Linked DNA regions of Mus musculus: region 2 is linked to region 1. Evidence: chromatin contacts called from public HiChIP or PLAC-seq data. All regions are on one chromosome and are shown on one strand. The core of a region is the stretch at or near the end of the contact, and the rest is flanking DNA. Distances in the headings are between cores, read along the strand shown.

What was found. HiChIP or PLAC-seq counts read pairs in DNA pulled down with a chosen protein or histone mark.
Region 2: an H3K27ac HiChIP or PLAC-seq map of extraembryonic endoderm stem cells shows a contact between it and region 1. The contact joins two enhancer-like sites. A contact is called at or near these places in 1 of 15 datasets of contacts at CTCF or cohesin (CD8 T cells), 11 of 484 Hi-C or Micro-C datasets (3T3-L1-derived adipocytes, CD4 single positive thymocytes, CD8 T cells and 7 more), 6 of 115 datasets of contacts at active chromatin or transcription factors (bone marrow-derived dendritic cells, bone marrow-derived macrophages, embryonic stem cells and 3 more) and 3 of 9 other capture datasets (adipose tissue, liver and pancreatic islet).

Annotation. Positions count from the first base shown.
Region 1 is chr15:6,468,609-6,474,309 of GRCm38.p6, reverse strand. All of the region lies in intron 5 of C9 (complement component 9), which reads right to left. Among named protein-coding and RNA genes, the nearest start is that of C9, 26 kb to the right of the region's middle. Within about 2 kb of position 3,044, at least 4 of the 459 cell types and tissues checked have an H3K27ac peak or open chromatin away from gene starts, as enhancers often do. A contact at or near this core is called in extraembryonic endoderm stem cells, where this site is marked.
Region 2 is chr15:6,560,746-6,566,794 of GRCm38.p6, reverse strand. It overlaps a transcript of Fyb not described here. Among named protein-coding and RNA genes, the nearest start is that of Fyb, 16 kb to the left of the region's middle. Within about 2 kb of position 1,629, at least 158 of the 459 cell types and tissues checked have an H3K27ac peak or open chromatin away from gene starts, as enhancers often do. A contact at or near this core is called in extraembryonic endoderm stem cells, where this site is marked.

The DNA.
Region 1 (5,701 bases), core at 1,795-4,294:
TGCTGAAAGGACCCAGATATAGCTGTCTCTTGTGAGACTATGCCGGGGCCTAGCAAACACATAAGTGGATGCTCACAGTCAGCTATTGGATGGATCACAGGGCCCCCAATGGAGGAGCTAGAGAAAGTACCCATGGAGCTAAAGCGATCTGTAACCCTATAGGTGGAACAACATTATGAACTAACCAGTACCCCGGAGCTCTTGACTCTAGCTGCATATGTATCAAAAGATGGCCTAGTCGGCCATCACTGGAAAGAGAGGCCCATTGGACACACAAACTTTATATGCTGCAGTACAGGGGAACGCCAGGGCCAAAAAAAAAATGGGAATGGGTGGGTAGAGAAGTGGGGGGGGAGGGTATGGGGGACTTTTGGGATAGCATTGGAAATGTAATTGAGGAAAATACGTAATAAAAAAAATTAAAAACTAACAAAAAAGTTTCATTTTTATGAGATTGAGGTTAAACTGTTAATAATGTTAAAAACTGTTAATAATGTGGAAAAAAAAGAAAAAGTTTGTAACTATAAGATGATTTAAGAAAGCCTCATGGCGAGGCATGACGAATGCGAAGCAAGAACCTAGAGTGAAAATATAAAGCATGAAATAGTCAAAACATCACCATGGAACAAACAAACAAGCAAACAAACGAAAATCCATCTAATCCAGAAGAAAAGAAGAAGGAATGCTAACCTCAGCAACAAACCAAGGCAGAGGTCAGTCCTACCTACCAATAATTACCTCAAAAGTAAATGGGATCCATTGTCCAATTGAGAGATACAGAATAGCTGAATAGATAAAAACCCACAGGTCCTGACCACATGCTGCTTGCAAGACACCCACCTCACTTCTAAGGATGCCCATTCGATTGAAAGAGAGAATGTACATACATTTCCATACAAATGGAAACAAAAGCAGAATGGAGGTAGCCAAACTTGTATCTGATAAAAAAAAAAAAAAGAGTTTAAGTAAAGAACTGTATGAAGAGATAAAGAAAGCCATTGTACAGTGACAAAATCATTAATTCTTCAGCAAGATCCTCGAATTGCAAATGTGTCTGTGATCCTAAAAATAAAAAAGCAAGCATTGGCTTGTTTTGAAATCTCCACTTCTCTTCTCTTTTCCTTTTTTATATATTTTTCTGTGTGATCTCAGGCCTTTTTGAGAATTCAATGATTGTGTAAGTGGAGACCACTTTCTGGGACTCTCTTTGCTTTTAGATCGATCCTATTTACTCCTCGTATGATAGCTATGTACGTATCACAGAAAGCTCCGAACTCAAAATTACCAAAATTTGGTTGTTGTTCTCTTAGAATGTATTCCTACTTTAATAGAGTTCTCATACATCGAACCCTCAGATCTCTTCTGATCTTGCACTATTCACTGAAGAAGGATCTGACTTTCTCTCTCCATACATTTTATGTATTAGGCATGTTCCAGTATTTTACAATTATTAGCATGTTTAGTCCCTGCAAACATCTATGATCACCTTGTTCTGTAGAAAACCATGAGATTTAAGATGAGTTGTCTACTATGTCTAAAGTGAAGGTACTTAAATTCTAGCCAGGAAGTCTAAGTTTAGGGTTAGGCATTGATCCTACTCTCTCTTCAGCTCATCACAATGATCCTAACACTTACACTGTGCCGTGTTTCATCTCCTCCGTCCACAGTCTGTGCCCATTGCAGACCCAGATATTCTGTTGCTATCTCCTTGGATTCCATATTTCCATTCTCATAGGCTGTGGTCATCTTTCTTTGTAGTGCATCTTCATCAAACTCAAACATCTAAAATGACACTCTGTGGTTTCTTCATCTTTGGCATTAATTAAGTCCAACCTACTCAAAATGGCCTGAACTCCTTCATGATTTGACCCTACTTTTAATTCAAAATTGGAACTCATGAAGGTTAACTTATAAATCATGATTCTTATAGCAACTTTTATAGGGAAAATCTACATATTTATTCCTTGGGAAATATCAATATAAAACAAGGAAACAAAAATGTATACATCACCTTTATAGGCTATCAAACTTTCTAAATGGACTCAAGCTGCCAGTAGAAAGACTAATTGAAATGTTCGTCAACCCTCTGTTTGCATGTCACTGTCACCTATAAGGACAATTTGTCATTTTGTGAATGTCCATTTGATTAAAATTTCTTGCCTTCATTAAACATGTCAGCTTTTAAAAAGTAGTAATGCACATGTATGCATTTAATTATTCTTTCAAGGATCAAGTAATTAATATACTCTGTGATGTGAGTTATTCAGAATTCTGTAGTAAATGGAGGATTACTGTATCAATCAGCACGGAGTGTTTATGATAGACAAAAACAAAACAAAACAAAAAACAAACAAACAAACTCCCAAACTGAGAGGCAAGCAAAACCATTACTGCAGTTATTTCCCAGACAGACATCTGAAAGACAGGGGATTTTAATAAAATAGGAGGACAAGCAGTCAGAACTCAAATAAAAATGACCTTCTACTCCTGCCAAAGAAGGTAGCTATAACTTTGATGGCTATAGTGAGACACTTTACCAACTAAGTGGCAGAATGAAATGACTGAGTTTGGTGTAGATTTGCACTGAGCTATAAGTCAATCTGATGACTTTCCATCTCACTATCTCAGAGAGATGCTTTTCATCACATGGATGACTTATGGTTCATCATTCTATTATCCATGTGTACAAAGAAACTTTTCAGGGCACCTTTACCAGCTTTCTATACGTATTGTATTTTGAGTTTCTTTCCAAACCTCTCAAATTGAGAAAACTAGAGGCTGGAAAGCTAGTAAGACTATCAGTAGTACTTTAGATGAGAATTCTAAGTTGGTAGTATTTTAGATGACAAAAGTCCTAGACAAAGCCAGTTGGAGATGGAGAATATAAAGCTAGTGTTATAGCATTACAACTCTGTGATTGATCAACGACTGTGAACTTTGAAACGGACCTTTAAAGGGAGTCCTGGAAATGCAGTCAGGATTTAAGCTCGGTGATAAGGAAAGATACTTCTTCCATCCTGCAATTGAGAGCCACACAGGGGTGTCACTGTTAGGTATGCTGTCTGTGTGATAACTGCAGACAATGGGAGTCACAGTTGTCTAGGTCAGAGAAAGAGATGAGCAAAAAACTGCATTTGTAGTCATCGTAACGAAGCGAACACCTAGCTTACAGGAAGGAAAGGCACCAACCACTCAGGGAGACTGTGAAACATGAGCTCACCGAAGCAAACAGAAAAACTGGCAACACCAAGAAGTAGAGTGTCCTGAACACAGACAGCTCCAAAGAATATTGAGATGGATTAGCTCAGGGCTGGGAGGTGATGGCAGTAAGATGGCAGATACCTTCACCCAGAATTTCCAGTGCTTCTGGGATGAAAGGGGTGGTTAGAACCTGAGTGTACTTCATCAACCCTTGTTTATATCCTAAGTCTTACGTGTCTACAGAGATCCAGGTTTGAGCAGTACAATAAAACCACAAAGCCTGATTTGGGTTTACCAAGTATTCATTTCAATTACCAAGAGTGAGCCAAGGAAAAACAGGTTGAAAAGGATCTCTTCTGTAAATATAATATTTCACCGTCTTCATGTTTTACAGACCTTGGTTGTTTTCGCACTCCTTCTGAGTTAGGAAAGTGGTCACTATTCATCATCAACCTCTTATGTAACCACTGATGAAGTTCCTAGACTTGGCTAAGTCTTTCACTAATTGTGCTCTAAAAATAACCCATTGCTATGTGCCAAGAACCCTTGGAGAGATTTACAGATTTAGATACCTTTATAGCCATGAGGTTTGCACCGTTATTTCTGTTTTCAACGTGAGGAAACTAAGTCATATAGTAAGTGCTTTACCAAAGATCTCATAGCTTCGGGCTGAGGTAGGGATCCTACCCATGAGGGATGGGTTTTAAGCTATAGAAAATTTGAGACAAGAAACATCAAGTGAGGGAGATGAATAAGAGTAAGGTATCAAGACAGACCAGCATAATGCTTTCACATAACAAAAGACAATAACTTACTTAAAAAATAGCTCATGTAAGTTGGCATGATGGGTCAATGGGTAATTGTGCTTGCTACCAATGCCCATGACTCAAATCCCAACCTTGGGACCCACATGGTAGAAAGATACAGCGGACCCTTTCAAGGTGTCCTCTGAACTCCATGTGAGCTTCACGGTGTGTGTGCGTGTGTGTGCACCACCACTCACAATAGTAATAAAACTCCATTTATCAGGCATAAATCTATGAGTACTCACTGTACCTAGCAGTTAGTAGTGGGCAATAAGAAAGTATATTTAAAGTGGGTTCTGGACTGACATACAAAATGTGGCAAATGATTTACTTTACCCAGCATTTGAAACTAAAGAAAAAGTCCTTTGTAAGTTATAATAGAGATCTCTACTCATAGAATTCATGTGTAATATGACACGCTTGGCTATTTGTTTTCCAAGGCTATGACAGATTGGTCTAAAGTGGCCACCGGCACTCACAGGATCCAGGTGACATCGGTGCTTAGTAAGGTCTCAATTCAACCAGCTCTCTTCCCTGCTTGGTACCAAATCAGAGCGCAAGTCTGCATTCGTGACTATTTTTTTTATAAGCTCGATGGAAAAACTCTTGTGGAGGCACCAATCCCACCAGAACTCATAAAAATGATTTATACATTTCATTTATTCCACATTGTGCAAAGATAGATTAGCCTTGCAAGAGAAAGCTTAATGTGTTTGATTATTGGATACTGTTCCAAATATCCCAGGGCTGTAAGTAATATACAGGGCAGAAACTGTGTCTTTCTCCTAGAGACTAAAACATACTGAAAATGCTGAACCTATGTCTTTTTAGATGTAGAAAAGGGGGAAACCAGTGTGTTTACTCTCTTAATATATGTTGATAACTAATCCTGAGTGGCCACCCAGCCCTTACCATCATACAAATTTTACCTTTATACAGGAGCTACAAAGCTTGTCAGAAAAGCTAAATTAATTATTATGCGATCACTGTGATCAAAATATCTGACACAAGCATAAGAGGGAAAAGGCTCACTTTTTGGCTCACTGTTTCTGACACTGGAATGAGTATATTGGGAACACAGTGTGTCTGTAATAGTGAGAAGTATACAATAAAGTATGTGCAAACAGCTCTGACTATCACAGTGGGAGCATTGTCTGACAGCTTGTTCACATTGAGGAGGCAGAAGCAGAGACATTTAAACTGGAGCTAGGGTTGAGATAGACTTCATGCCATAAAGACTGCACAATTTCTCAAAACAGTGCCACCATCTGGGCATCCAGTATCCAAACATGGAGACCATCTTACATATTTACATCTTACATATTTCACTCCCAGAGCTTAATGGTAGTAAAGACAGGGAAACTACCAAGTGAAGATTTGAGCGTCAAAAGCCAAATAAGACAACATGCCAGTCAACTTTCACCTATCAGCAATGGCTAAAGGTGCCATGTCTTTTATATTCCACTTAGAAAAGTACTTAAAAAATGTGACTGTCAGACATAGTGGCTCATGCTTTTAATCACAACACCTCAGAGGCAGAGACAAGTAGATCTCTGAGAGTTTGAGGTCAGCCTGGTCCACATGGTGAGTTCTAGTCAAGACAAGTCTATATAGTAAGACACGGACTCAAACATAAAATCATTTCTGTTGAGTGTGCGTGTGGGTACTGGTGCATGTGTGGAAGTCAGGTAACA
Region 2 (6,049 bases), core at 380-2,879, 94 kb before region 1:
GAATGGGGAGACAATGTGAAGTCTGCTGATTCCCTTTGGCTTTTGTGGCCACTTCTTCTTCCTTACCTCAAGACTTCTGCACGCAGAGAGAAACATCACAAGCCATACCGTGCAGGACTGGCTCCTATGTAATGTGTGAAAAACAAAAACAAAAACAAAAACAAGCCGGGCATGGTGGCACATGCCTTTAATCCCAGCACTTGGGAGGCAGAGGCAGGTGGATTTCTGTGTTCGAGGCCAGCCTGGTCTACAAAGTGAGTTCCAGGACAGCCAAGGCTACACAGAGAAACCCTGTCTCGAAAAACCAAACAAAAACAAAAACAACAAACAACAAACAAACAAAACAAAACCCCCAAACAAAACCCCCAAACAAACAAAAAACTCACCACCAACAAAAAAACCCAAAAAACAAAAACAAACAAACAAACAAAGAACCCCCCCCCAAACGGCAGTGGCTTTTCTCTTCTGTATTTTGTCCTTTTTAAAAAAACCTCGACATTATTCGTCTCATTTCTCTTTTCTTTTAAAAAACTCTCTGGCGGAGTTAGTTTCCATCTCTGAGCTTCTAAAGATCCTAGAGACATAGTTACATTGGAGAATAAGACTTTAAAAAACCTACAGGGCCAGGGCTGGAGACAGTGCTTACTGCTTAAGGACACTGGTTGTTTATCCCGAGGACCTGGGTACCCAAACAGTGGCTCAGCATCTGCTGGACCCCCAGTTCCCGTGGATTGTGGTGCCCTCTTCTGTTCTCCATGGGTACTGCACACAGTTGAGGTACATAGATATCCAAATATTAACAACAACAACAGAATCAACATGGACAAAAAAAAAAAAAAAAAAAAATAGTGATGAGGTCTCAACCCTACATTAAGACATAAAGGCGACTAAGGAATGCTGAATCCAGGAGAGATACTCTTTCCCAGGGAAATGCACACGGACTGGCTGGCAATAACAAATGTCAGCGCAGAAGAATGTACATATGAGTACCATTATACAGATCGAGCGGGTTGTATTTATGAATTTAGAAATATATCTAAGTAGCAACAGTGAAAATAAAAGAGGCTATGAATTTGAATAGGAATGGGGGGGGGGAGACACGGAAGGATTTGATATCTAATTATGACCTCCCACACGAATGGTTTAACTTGGTTTATCTAGAGTTTTTCTTTGCACAAAAAGTACAATTTGATGACATCAGTATTTGATAGAAAAATATAAGGAAAATTAAAAAAAAGATTAAATGTTTAAAATAGAAGATTCGAGAATAGTCACAGTTTCTTCATTCTTGATGAATGTCTTGACCAGATTTTTTTTTTTTTAAAGTGGGGAAAGGAAAGCCTCAAGGTCAGCTGAGAACACAGGGAAGACTTTCAGCAAAACCGCAATGTTTCCTCCCCTTCCTTCTGGCTCCACCCCTTTGATTTGGATAGCAAGTTCCCTATAGGGCTGGAGTGCCTGGAGAGGCCCCATCTGGCTTGCACCCTACCCCTGACTGCTCACTGTGTTTCTTGTTAACCTCTTATCCTCACGCTCCCTGGTCCCTGTCTTTCCGATCCAGTGAACACACACCGGTCAATGTTCTCTGGCTGTCCGGCCGACCGGACATGAGACACATGAGTTGGCAATCTGTTTTAGACTCCTTTTTCTGACTCACAGTCTTACCTCCTGTCAGCGTGTCCCTGTCTCTCAGCCTCCCAAGTATCTTTGGAATTTCGCCCTCCCCTCCCCCACCGAGCACTGCCTCTAGTCTTCCTGTCTGGCACTAACACAGCCTCTTACAGTACTGCTTTTCTTCAAATAGGATCCTTTCCCCGTAGGCCTGTCACGATCTCTCTGTGATAAACGAATCACATTTGCTTAAAGCATTTCATTGGGTTTCCAACCCTTAGGGTTAAAAAAAAAAAAAAAAAAGACATTTTTTTAAAACTTTCTTGAGTTCTGGGTATTGAACCTATAGACTTACTCTAGGTAAGTGCTTTAATATTCCATATTCCAAACCCTCAGTGGCAAGTGACACTGTTTTATTAACTTGGAAGACATCTATAGTCGCACACAGCACCCACTTCTCTCAATTCCTGCCTTCCCCGTAACTTCACCTGGACTCCTGCACATCTGTATGTAAGCTCAGGTCACATTATTCTCTCACACTCGCCTCCTAACGATATTATCACGTGGTAATATCGTTATGTCCTGATTCATTAAATCTTGTCCTGTCCCAGTTGACAAGTTATTGGTAGTTGATGGCTGCTGAGGGAGGAGCATCATCTTGCTTTGAGGAGTATGGCCACAGCAGGTCCCCCATGCTCCAGTGGGTGACCTAACACTCATGTGCACACTGGCAGTACTAATTGCACTCTGTGGGCTCAGTTAATTAATCAATTAATTAATAACTAGAAAATGAGCACCTGGAAATGAGAAGGAGATGTGCTGAAAAGTCCTGGGTGCAGAAAAAGGGTGAATATGATCAAGATACATTGTATACATGTATAAAAATTTCAAGTGTGTATTTAAAGCATCAGGGGACATTTATGCCAACAGCACATAACCAAAGCAAGGTTTTAATCTTTATTAGACCTTTGATTTGGAATAAAAACAAGGATTCCAAAATAATTTGGACCAAGATGAAGAAATTTCAAGATGAGCCATCAATAATATACAACTGTTATGGTTTGTAGGCTTGATAATCATTTTGTAAGAGATGCATACTGAAAAATTTAAGAACTAGTTATTCCATTTTACATAGTTTATGTACTCAGGTGGTTTATGAAGTATTTATATAAACACGTGTGATGCGTCAAAATGTTAAAAATCTGAATGAATTTAAATGATGAGAATGAAGGATTTCAGGAATTATTGTTTAAGCTTTTCTGTAAATTTGAACTAAAAAAAAAACAGAAACAGAACAACAATAACATTGAAAAGGGAAATGTAGACTGGGCATTTTCACATTCAGACAGACGTCTGGCTGCCTGTGAGAGTCTAATCCCATTAGTGGTCTAGAGAGCTGGCATGGCTTGCTCTACTTGGTCCCGTCATGAAAGTCACCTGCCTGACCTCAGCTGGCATTGGCTTTGCAAGTCATGATGTGATGAGCCTTCGAAATTCTCCTCCTGGCTTATCCTTCATGGCATTGCTTCTCCTGAAGTCTACAGACTGACCTCAATTATGACCTTGAAAAATCCACATGGAAACTGGAAACCATGGATTGCATGAGCTGTAAGAGCATGTATGTCAGATCACACACATGTAAATGCATCTCCCCCAAGTCAGTGGCCAGATGAAGGGGAGAAGCATCAAGAGATAACCTTTTTCCTGGAGAAATAACATCTCTATCTTCCAGAACTTGGATCCTGGACACACCATCATGATGAGCAAGCCTGAGTTTTGTAGGTAGTGAGCACAGAGGAACCCCAGGAAAGTCGTGATAGTCTGTGGCAAGTAATGGCAGCAAATAGGCCCCCGGAATAATGATGATTGAAGTTTGACTTTCTTTGAGCACTTGGTCTTTCTTTGTCTTTCTTTGACTTTCTTTTATATTAGAAAGACCAAGGAGCTGTTGAGATGGCTCAGTGGTTAAGAGCACTGGCTGTTTTTCCAGAGAACCCAGGTTCAATTCCCAGCACCCACATGGTGGCTCACAATTGTCTGTTACTCAAGTTTCAGGTCCTTTGACACCGTCTTTGGTCCTCCATAGACAATGTATGCCCATGGTGCCTGGGCATACATGCAGAAAAAAATACTCATACACTAAATAAGTAAGTAAACAAATAAATAGATAAATACCAGCTGGAGACACTGTCACCTGTAGCAATGCTCTGTGAGTCTTCCCCCTCCCCGAGTCACCCCCCCCACCCCCCGAATTGAAGGAAGAGGAAGCAGAGCTCCAAAGCTGAGGTTCTCCTGAATACAAAAACCCCACACATTTTAATCTTACATCACCAGACTTAGGTGTTTTTAGATATGATATTTCTGCAATGCTCTCAATATAACCAAGTACAGCTATCTTATAGAGAAACATGAGAAATATTACTCACAACTTATTCACCTTTGAACCCCAGGACATATTGTTTTATATGCCAAAGAGGAACTGCAGGGGAAATGATTCAAGTTCAAGGTTATATGGGAAAAAAAAAACCCAAATGCATAGTGCTGTGTCTATTACAGCACAAGATATTTTAAGCCTTGAGGAAGAGTGGTCACGAGAAATCATTTCAAGATGGCGGAGCCTGAAATACTACTTGAGAGATGTGTAGTGTTTGGTGGGATGGGGGAAAATGTGAATAAGGAAGTGACCAGAGACGAAGTATTTTCAAAATTCTTCTGTGCCACGAGGTAAATAGCTACAGGGAGTATTCTTCTTTTCACAGAGGTCCGGGGAACTGAAACAGAGAAGTCTAAATTCCCACGGACTTAGCTCATCTCAGATGCTCCTTCTTTAGTTGGGGTTTGACCACTAGGCCACCTTGGCATTAGCCTGTGTGTGAAGCCTTGGAGGGGAGTCTAGATAAGGTTGGGTAGAGTTTGACAATGGTGATGAGACTTGAGGAGTAATGGCAAACCTGCCTCAGACAGGACAGAGTCTATAGGGATACAGGAGAAGGCTATATTGTTCAAGTGTGTGGCTCTGGGCTCTTGGGAAAAGGATTACTATAGAATAATGAAGAACAGTGATCTTTTCCTTCCTCCTCCTCCTCCCCCCTACTCCTCCTCCCCCTCCTCCTCCCCCCTCTTCTCCCTTCCCCCTCCCTTTCTCTCTCTCTCTCTCTCTCTCTCTCTCTCTCTCTCTGGGTAGGTAAGGGTATAAGGGTTACTGGAAGAAGTAGGCAGACTAATATCTGTTTAAAGGACATATGCGTGCATGCATGAAACTTCCATTCTCTTTAGTAGTCTTCCTTGATCAATATGAACACTGTAGTGGCTAAAGCTGTAACTCAATGGGTAGATGTCTTTATTGGCATAGACAAGGCCTCATGTTCCACCCCTAGACCTTGAAAACGAGCAAACAAACTAAAACCAAAACCATTTGCTTTGTTATATTTAAACCATTGATTTGATGTAAGTTTTACTGGTATCATTAACCCCCAAATATAAGTCATATGAAAATAAAAAAAACAACAGGCTTCTAGGAATGTGAGACAGATGACTTAGGCAGTAGGCTACTCATTATTCTTGGAATGACCCACAAATACGTGTGTGTGTATAATATATATATGTGTGTGTGTGTGTGTGTGTGTGTGTGTATGTGTGATATCCATGTGCTTTTACTACAGCCTCAGCCCAGGCTGCCAATAGTTCCAGCCATCTTCTCCAATTAAAATTAAATCCTCATTTAAAACTCTTGTGAACACAGGATCCTGAAGTGACTATTTTGTGAAACAAAAGAGTTTGTATGCAACTGGAAAGTGCTAGCAAATCTTTGTTTGAGCAAATGAGTGGTTTTGTTTATGGGGGGATAAAAGTACGTCTTAGTTGTGGCTGTGAAAAGAATAATTAGCTGATGGGGCTATGAAAACATGGGAATGTCTCTAAGAACGCTTGACCATCTGACCAACCGTCCCCTCCGCTTCTTCCCTTCTTCAGTTAAGTGTTGTCTAGGAGGCTATTTCCCTTATGTTTGTACATTCCATATTCTAGAGCCTTGATTGTAAGCTCTGTGGACTCACTGGATACTTAGAACTCACTGGAGGACCCTGAAGAACTTTTAATGATATGGTAATCATTGAGAGCACTTCTATTTTTTAGTAATCCATTTAGAATAAGACATCATTAAATAGTAATAAGACTATCACTTTTATGAAAACGGTATTTCCCCAATATACACTCTATTAGGAGGCGTGGATTTGTCATGTGGTCTGCAAGTGTCTTTAATGTCTGCTATGACAGAAAGCAGCTGCGTCCTCGTATTTACTCAGCATTTAATCGGTTGTGACATTGTTTTGGACGACATATTTGAAGACACGGCCTCACACAGATATGCTTTTGGGACGTGGAAGGATATCGTATTTGCTTTTTCAGATGGTTATATAGTATCTGGAAAATCCCACTG